2 separate regions of the Gossypium hirsutum genome follow, and region 1 is linked to region 2. A link is a contact called in public Hi-C data. All regions are on one chromosome and are shown on one strand. The core of a region is the stretch at or near the end of the contact, and the rest is flanking DNA. Distances in the headings are between cores, read along the strand shown. Region 1 holds the start of LOC107958587 (senescence-associated carboxylesterase 101). Region 2 holds the start of LOC107960785 (metalloendoproteinase 2-MMP).

Region 1 (3,071 bases), core at 244-2,743, 170 kb after region 2:
CAATCTAACATTTCCATAATATTTTTGCAACTTATAACATACTAGCTAGATTGACTCTTAGAATTTTCTTGAAGCACATGGATACGGAGATATGGCCTTTAAGCGGAAAATTTAGAAAAATATAACCAATTTAAAAAGGACTATATAGAGCAAGAATTAAGGAATTAGAAAGACACTAACCTCAGCTTTCAATTGCAAGAGCTCATGAAAGTGATCAGCAAAGAGAGCAATTGCAGCTTTATGAATAGAGAAAGAGTTGCCATTGTTGCAGAGGAATTCAAAGACTGGAAAACTCTCCTTAAAAGCTGTAGAAGAAACCAGTTGTTTTGAATCTTGAAGATGAGATTTGGTACAAATAGGAGACGTGGTGAAAACAAGGATGTTAATATTAGCTTGTTGATGAGCTTTCCATTTTATTGATAACCCCAAATTTTGGAGCTCATCTGGATTGAATCCACCATAACAGTCTAAGATTTTAGCCCATGAAAGTTTGAGCAACCCAGAGCTGACCACGAAATTAGCAACCTCTAATCCACTGCAGAATCTGTAGTTTCAGAACACAAAATAAAGTTAAACAATCCATCAAAAACACGAGGGAAAAAAAGGAATGAAAATTTACTAACAATTGGTTCATCTGGCTTGCCATTGACTTGATCCTTGGTTTGTATAATGGGAAGCGAGACCTTTATTTGAGTGAGTAAATAAAATAATCATATTATATTAACTAAAGTCTATGGGTCTTGTCCTTTTGGGGGTTTTGGTGGTCAAAGTTGAGCAGCTTTCTGGATGTTAAGTCGGGGAAAATGGCAATGTCCCCATCAATGAAAATGCTACGAAATGCCATTCTAATTTCTTTTGAGGGTCATAGTTTTGATCCCAACACTTTTTCCTATATGCACAAAATGTGCTCTATGGTCTTCCAGTTCCAGTTTAGAATACAAAATTGGCATCTATTTTTATCCAACAAAATACAACTCAACTAAATCTTTTTAATATTTTTTTCACGTTTCCCCATATGAGCACTTTCCTGTTTAATGATACAAATTCAAATTTCATAATTTATAATTATAATTAATGTACTTTTTACTGGTTCCACTATTACCTGTTCTAACATACTAAACGGATATTGGTTCGAAAGTCTTTAATTTTATGCTCAATATCAAATTATATTTTGTCGTTAAAAACTTCATCAATTTGTACCATTAAAAACTTACATGACTAATTAAATACCACCTGACACATAAAGACTAATTTTTAACAACAAAAATAGATGAAATTTTTAAATAGAAGAAACCAACCCCATAATGCTGTTACCTACCTAAATCCTTTCACATAGAAGTCAACCTGATAAAAGTTGGTCATGGTAGTTTACACTCTATGGGCACCAGTCAATACTAAACCCTGTCCATCAATTCCGACTTATATTAATATATTCCAACCTATATCTTAATTAATAATTTTATATTATATGTATGTAATTGAAATATACTTGCATCTATATGAAATGTACCCTCTTAAAAAACTAAAATTTTAACTCTCTCAAAATAAATTTAAAAATATCAATAAACTCAAATTGGCAGCCGCCGAAAACAAAGGAAAAAGTCTCAAGGTAAACGGCTTCACTATCACAAGCAAACTTCAATTTCAAAAAAAAAAAAAAAAAGATTCAATACCAATGAATGGGAAGAACTTGGAAAATCCCATGAATCTTGTTTTCTCAAAGCTAACAGCAAGCATATTGTGAAATGGAAGAAACAAAATTTTCATCCATGGCTGATGAACCAAAGGCCTCGAAAGCCATAGAATCTGAGAAACTAAATGCTTTTACCTTGCAAATAAATTTGGCTACCTAATTATAATGCTAATGAGTTCTGGTTTCTCGTGAATCACATTACTTTTCGGGAATCTCGACTCCCTGATCTGATTTCGATGTCTTTCGTGTATATATTTGTGAGAGCAAAAAGTAGCAGCACAAACACAACTTGGGCACTCATGATTCCGAAATGGCTAATGCTATTACCAATTTCCATCCAGCTCCCCGTGTTCTTCACCTGTTAAAAACCCGATTACCAAACCAGTGAGGCCCTCAGGAAATAACTATAACCACAGGTGATTTCACATAATTTCCTTACTTTCAAGCAAAGCAAGGTTCAAAAATGGCTAAAATATCAATCAATAGGATCGGCTGCGCCGAACTTTATTTCTGAAAAAGTTTGATACCAGAAAGAAGAAGTGGACCGTCATCACGTCTGAACAAAGAATAACGAGGAAGTAGCATCCTATCCTTGGAACTTCGAGTAGTTTGGTTATTGCACTGAATGCACATCTGTGTGTCTCAAAGAACAAACAGAACCATGTTTATAGTTAACTACTATATTCCAGCATATATCGATACGAACTTGCATTCTTTACTAGTGACATTGTTATATAAGCTTAACTTAAAATGGGAAACCGAGACTAAATATGTCACCTTAACCGATGATCATCTTTATAGCAGATTAAAGGCGATTCACTCATTCGGTGTTTCAGGGAGTTTTGAAACCACGATGAAGTTTCTCAAGCTAAGGTGCAATAGTTAATGAAACTTCATAAAAATGTGATTGAATGTATTAATAGCCCATAGATGCAAAAGTCACATAGCATCATGGCTAAAAACCGATGGTCAAGCCAGTTTTGTTGAAGCATCATTGATCATTCTAACATTTCTTTTAAAATCGAAAAACTTACATAACAAGCAGGAATGGTATGAATAACTTGAAGATGAGGAGTCCTGCCATCAGAAAGGGCTGCAATTGGAAGTAATTCAGTTTGGCTTACAAGAAGAAACAGTAAAAGATATATAGGTAGTTTAACCGTTACTTACACTAAAAACAGTGATGAACCTGTAGACTGATGAAATCTCGAAACTAGCTATACTTGCGAAATTTCCCGTCCCAAAGAAGGCCACGTTAAATAAGACCATCTACCAAAGACAGTTCATCAGCACTATGTAAATTACAAACTGTAAAATCCTTTAAACTAAGCAAATCTATGTTGCTCTGACTCTTTATTTTTCTTTAAGTACCCATGTT
Region 2 (3,379 bases), core at 472-2,971:
CACATTTGTATTCTTTCTTCACATGTGGTGAAGTATACGTTGCAAATTAAAATGTAAAACTTACTCAACAAGTTTTTCTTTATATTATTTCTTGACTTATAGAACTAGTTTCAAGAAAAGTCACTTTATAACTCTTCTTCGAACTAAGCAGGAGACAAGTTGTTATAATATTTACTATTATTGACCCACAACCAGAATGGATCCGGGTCGAACTCTATGCGGTTTGCATATTGAATTTACATGATATCGAGTGTTCGTAGGAGGGACACTTACACCTTCCTGTGAGATCACATGTGAGATCACACATGAAACTGCAAAAACACGTGTTAAGTCTAGAGTAGAATACGCATTGACATGCATTGAGCCTACTTAGATATTGTTAATGAAGAGTAATTATATCATATAAATGCACAACTCCACCCTCCTAAAAAATATACAGAAATACTAATGAATAGTAAGGGGAGACAGTTGTAACAGCTCGTTTTTCAGTAGTGTGGAAAACAGTGGTTTTGGGACCACAATTCTGACAAATGGATCGAAATATTATTATTTTATATTTAAAAATAAATTACAATGTGTTAGTGAATTTTAATCCAATAAATTTTATTAATAAAATGATTAATTACAATACAAGTATAAATGAAAGTACTTCAGTTCGTCGAAGAACTCTAATTTTTCATTAGGCTGGATCGGAGTATACCCATTCACGACATCACATTTAAAATTGTGTCGCTTGAAACAACCAAAGAGACAGATATACTTGGGCTTATTGGTGCAGCTCTCGACCTCACAGAAATTTGGATCCCAAATGCACCGACTGAAGGACGTTGAACAATAATTGGACATACCCAGAGAGTTCACACCATCCGAGCCTCAACCATCTCCAATTTGGTTTCTGGGAGAAACAACACCTTTGGCTCCGACTGATTTTTCAACATCTAGATAACTCTTATTTTCTCTTTTCTACCATGCCCCTCTTATGTTCCAAGCCCTTGAATGTCATTATCTTAAGCTAAAATTTCTCATTGAAATTAAAGCTTTATACTCTCTCTCTTCCACCGATTACCAAGGATTGAAATAAATAAAACTTAGTTGAATTTTCAAAGGGGGCAAATTCACCTTTTAAATGGCCACATTTAAAATGTATATGCGTGCATAATTAAACTACCATTAGCCATTATTTATAGTTTTTAAGAATTCTTCAACCGATAATTTTTTTATTTAAGGTTAATAATATATAAATGGTCAGTAAGTGCAACTTATATAAATATTATATATTCGTGGATTTAGTTTTAACTCAGTTAATATTGGTATTATTGTTAGTGCAAGAGGACGTGAGTTCAAGTGTGCTAAAGCGCATTATCTTCTTATTTAAGAGTTGAGAGGGGTTATGAGTAGTACTAGGCATTATATCAAAAAATAAAAATTAAAAATCGTGATGCTATGGAAGAAGTAAATAAAAAATATTTTATATTTATAAACAAATAAACACAAAATTTAGAATCCTGAACCAAGTCTACTCCAGGCCGGTTAGCCATTTCTGAACACGTTTAAGGTTGTCTTTATGTGCAAGACCTGGTAAAGCCCTAAATTACAAACTAAGCTCAAAGTTGATGTTTTGAGACTTTTTAAGGTATAGTTATGGGTATAAATAGGCAACTGATATGAGGTAATTTCACCCACCATTCTCATTAGCTATTGATTGATCATATATAACCATCATGGGATCCAAAGCTCTTCAATTCTTCTCATTCACCCTCCTCCTTTTCTTCATGTTTCAGGCTGCTTTTTCACATTTCGAACACAAAAATCCATCGCCATTTGAGTTCCTTCAGCATCTTCAAGGATTCCATAAGGGAGACCGCGTTAAAGACCTACATAAACTCAAAAAATACCTCCAAAACTTCGGGTATTTGAGTTATAAGAACAATACTCATGTCAGTGACGATGATTTCGATGAGCTGTTGGAGTCTGCCATTAGAACTTATCAGTTGAATTATAATCTGAAAGCAACCGGAAGGTTGGACGCCAATACTATATCGAAGATGATGAGACCACGATGCGCCGTCGCAGATATCTTCAATGGAACTTCGAGGATGCGGTATGGTCAAAAATGGCACCGCCGTTCAGGGTCGAAATTAGTTCATACGGTGTCACACTATTCGTTTTTCCCCCAAGAACCGAGATGGCCGGCTTTAAAGTACAATCTGACGTACCCATTTCTTCCGGGGGCTCGAGTTGATGCCATTAACCCAGTTTCAAAAGCTTTTCAAACATGGTCCGAAAACACACATTTCAGATTTTCAATGACTGAAGACTATGTAAATGCTGATATAAAAGTTAGCTTTGAAAGTGGTGATCATGGAGATGGGTCTCCTTTTGACGGACCTAATGGAACCTTGGCTCATGCTTTTGCACCAACCGATGGGAGGTTCCATTATGATGCAGATGAATCATGGTCTGTAACTCCAGACCCTAGTGCGTATCATTTGGAGACTCTGGCATTGCATGAAATTGGACATCTTCTTGGTTTAGATCACAGCTCCATTGAAGCAGCCATCATGTATCCCACTTTCACGCTTGGCGAAAGCAAGGGTCTGCATGAGGATGATATTCAAGGAATCAAGGCTTTATATAACGTTTGAAAAACATTATACACTTAAAACCATTATAATTAATTTTCATTTTACGTAATTTTTTTTGTTAAAAACTTTATTTGATTTGTGGATCATTTATAAATTTAATGAAATAAAGGAAATAAATTACTATTTTACATGTTAAATGCTTTGCTGCTCACTTCATTTGCGAATTAAATTCCATCATTTTCAGTTAGAATTGATTTTTTTTAAGAGAAAATTGCTTAAATTTAAGAGGAAAAAATTGAGATATTAAATGATTGAAAAGAGATATCTTAGTTTCATATAAGCATTTCTCTTATATTAAAGTACACCTCAATTTAATTTGAAATGGAGTGTCCATTTTTATCCTAAAATGTTATTATTTTATTTTATTTTTAAAAAACAAAACAAACTAAAGCCTCTTATAAGCATAAACTTAAAGTCTTACATAAATATTATAACAAAATTTTAAGGTTACTAATATAAATTTAGGGGCGAAGGCAAGGGCTCTGCCCTTGAGAAATTCCTAGATGTCTGAAAATCTATAAAATGATAACTTAATAATGATGAAATTATAGTTTAACTTCCTAAAAATAACACAATTTTGATTTAGTCCTTTCAAAACTATAGAGATGTAAGTCGATACAATGATGAAATTATATTTTAGCTCGCATAAAAATATAAAATTTAATCTTGGGCTCCTATAATTTCTTTTTGCTTCGTCCCTGAGCCGAATATGATTTCATATGTAGACTTCATTA

What was found. A called contact is a pair of places that touch in the nucleus more often than the background predicts.
Region 1: a Hi-C map of leaf shows a contact between it and region 2, with 1.6 times the contacts expected there. The contact joins the promoter of LOC107958587 here to the promoter of LOC107960785 in region 2. A contact is called at or near these places in 4 of 34 Hi-C or Micro-C datasets (callus, hypocotyl and leaf).

Annotation. Positions count from the first base shown.
Region 1 is chrD07:57,347,917-57,350,987 of Gossypium_hirsutum_v2.1, forward strand. LOC107958587 (senescence-associated carboxylesterase 101) reads right to left here and starts at 1,494. Exons shown (of 4, transcript XM_016894400.2): 1 at 624-1,494; 2 at 181-544. The coding sequence starts at 646. It overlaps LOC107958588 (GPI ethanolamine phosphate transferase 1), which reads right to left. Exons shown (of 18, transcript XM_016894401.2): 15 at 2,864-2,962; 16 at 2,728-2,786; 17 at 2,221-2,326; 18 at 1,624-2,051. The coding sequence ends at 1,887.
Region 2 is chrD07:57,179,268-57,182,646 of Gossypium_hirsutum_v2.1, forward strand. It overlaps LOC107960785 (metalloendoproteinase 2-MMP), which reads left to right and starts at 1,722. Exons shown (of 1, transcript XM_016897063.1): 1 at 1,722-2,645. The coding sequence starts at 1,722. The coding sequence ends at 2,645.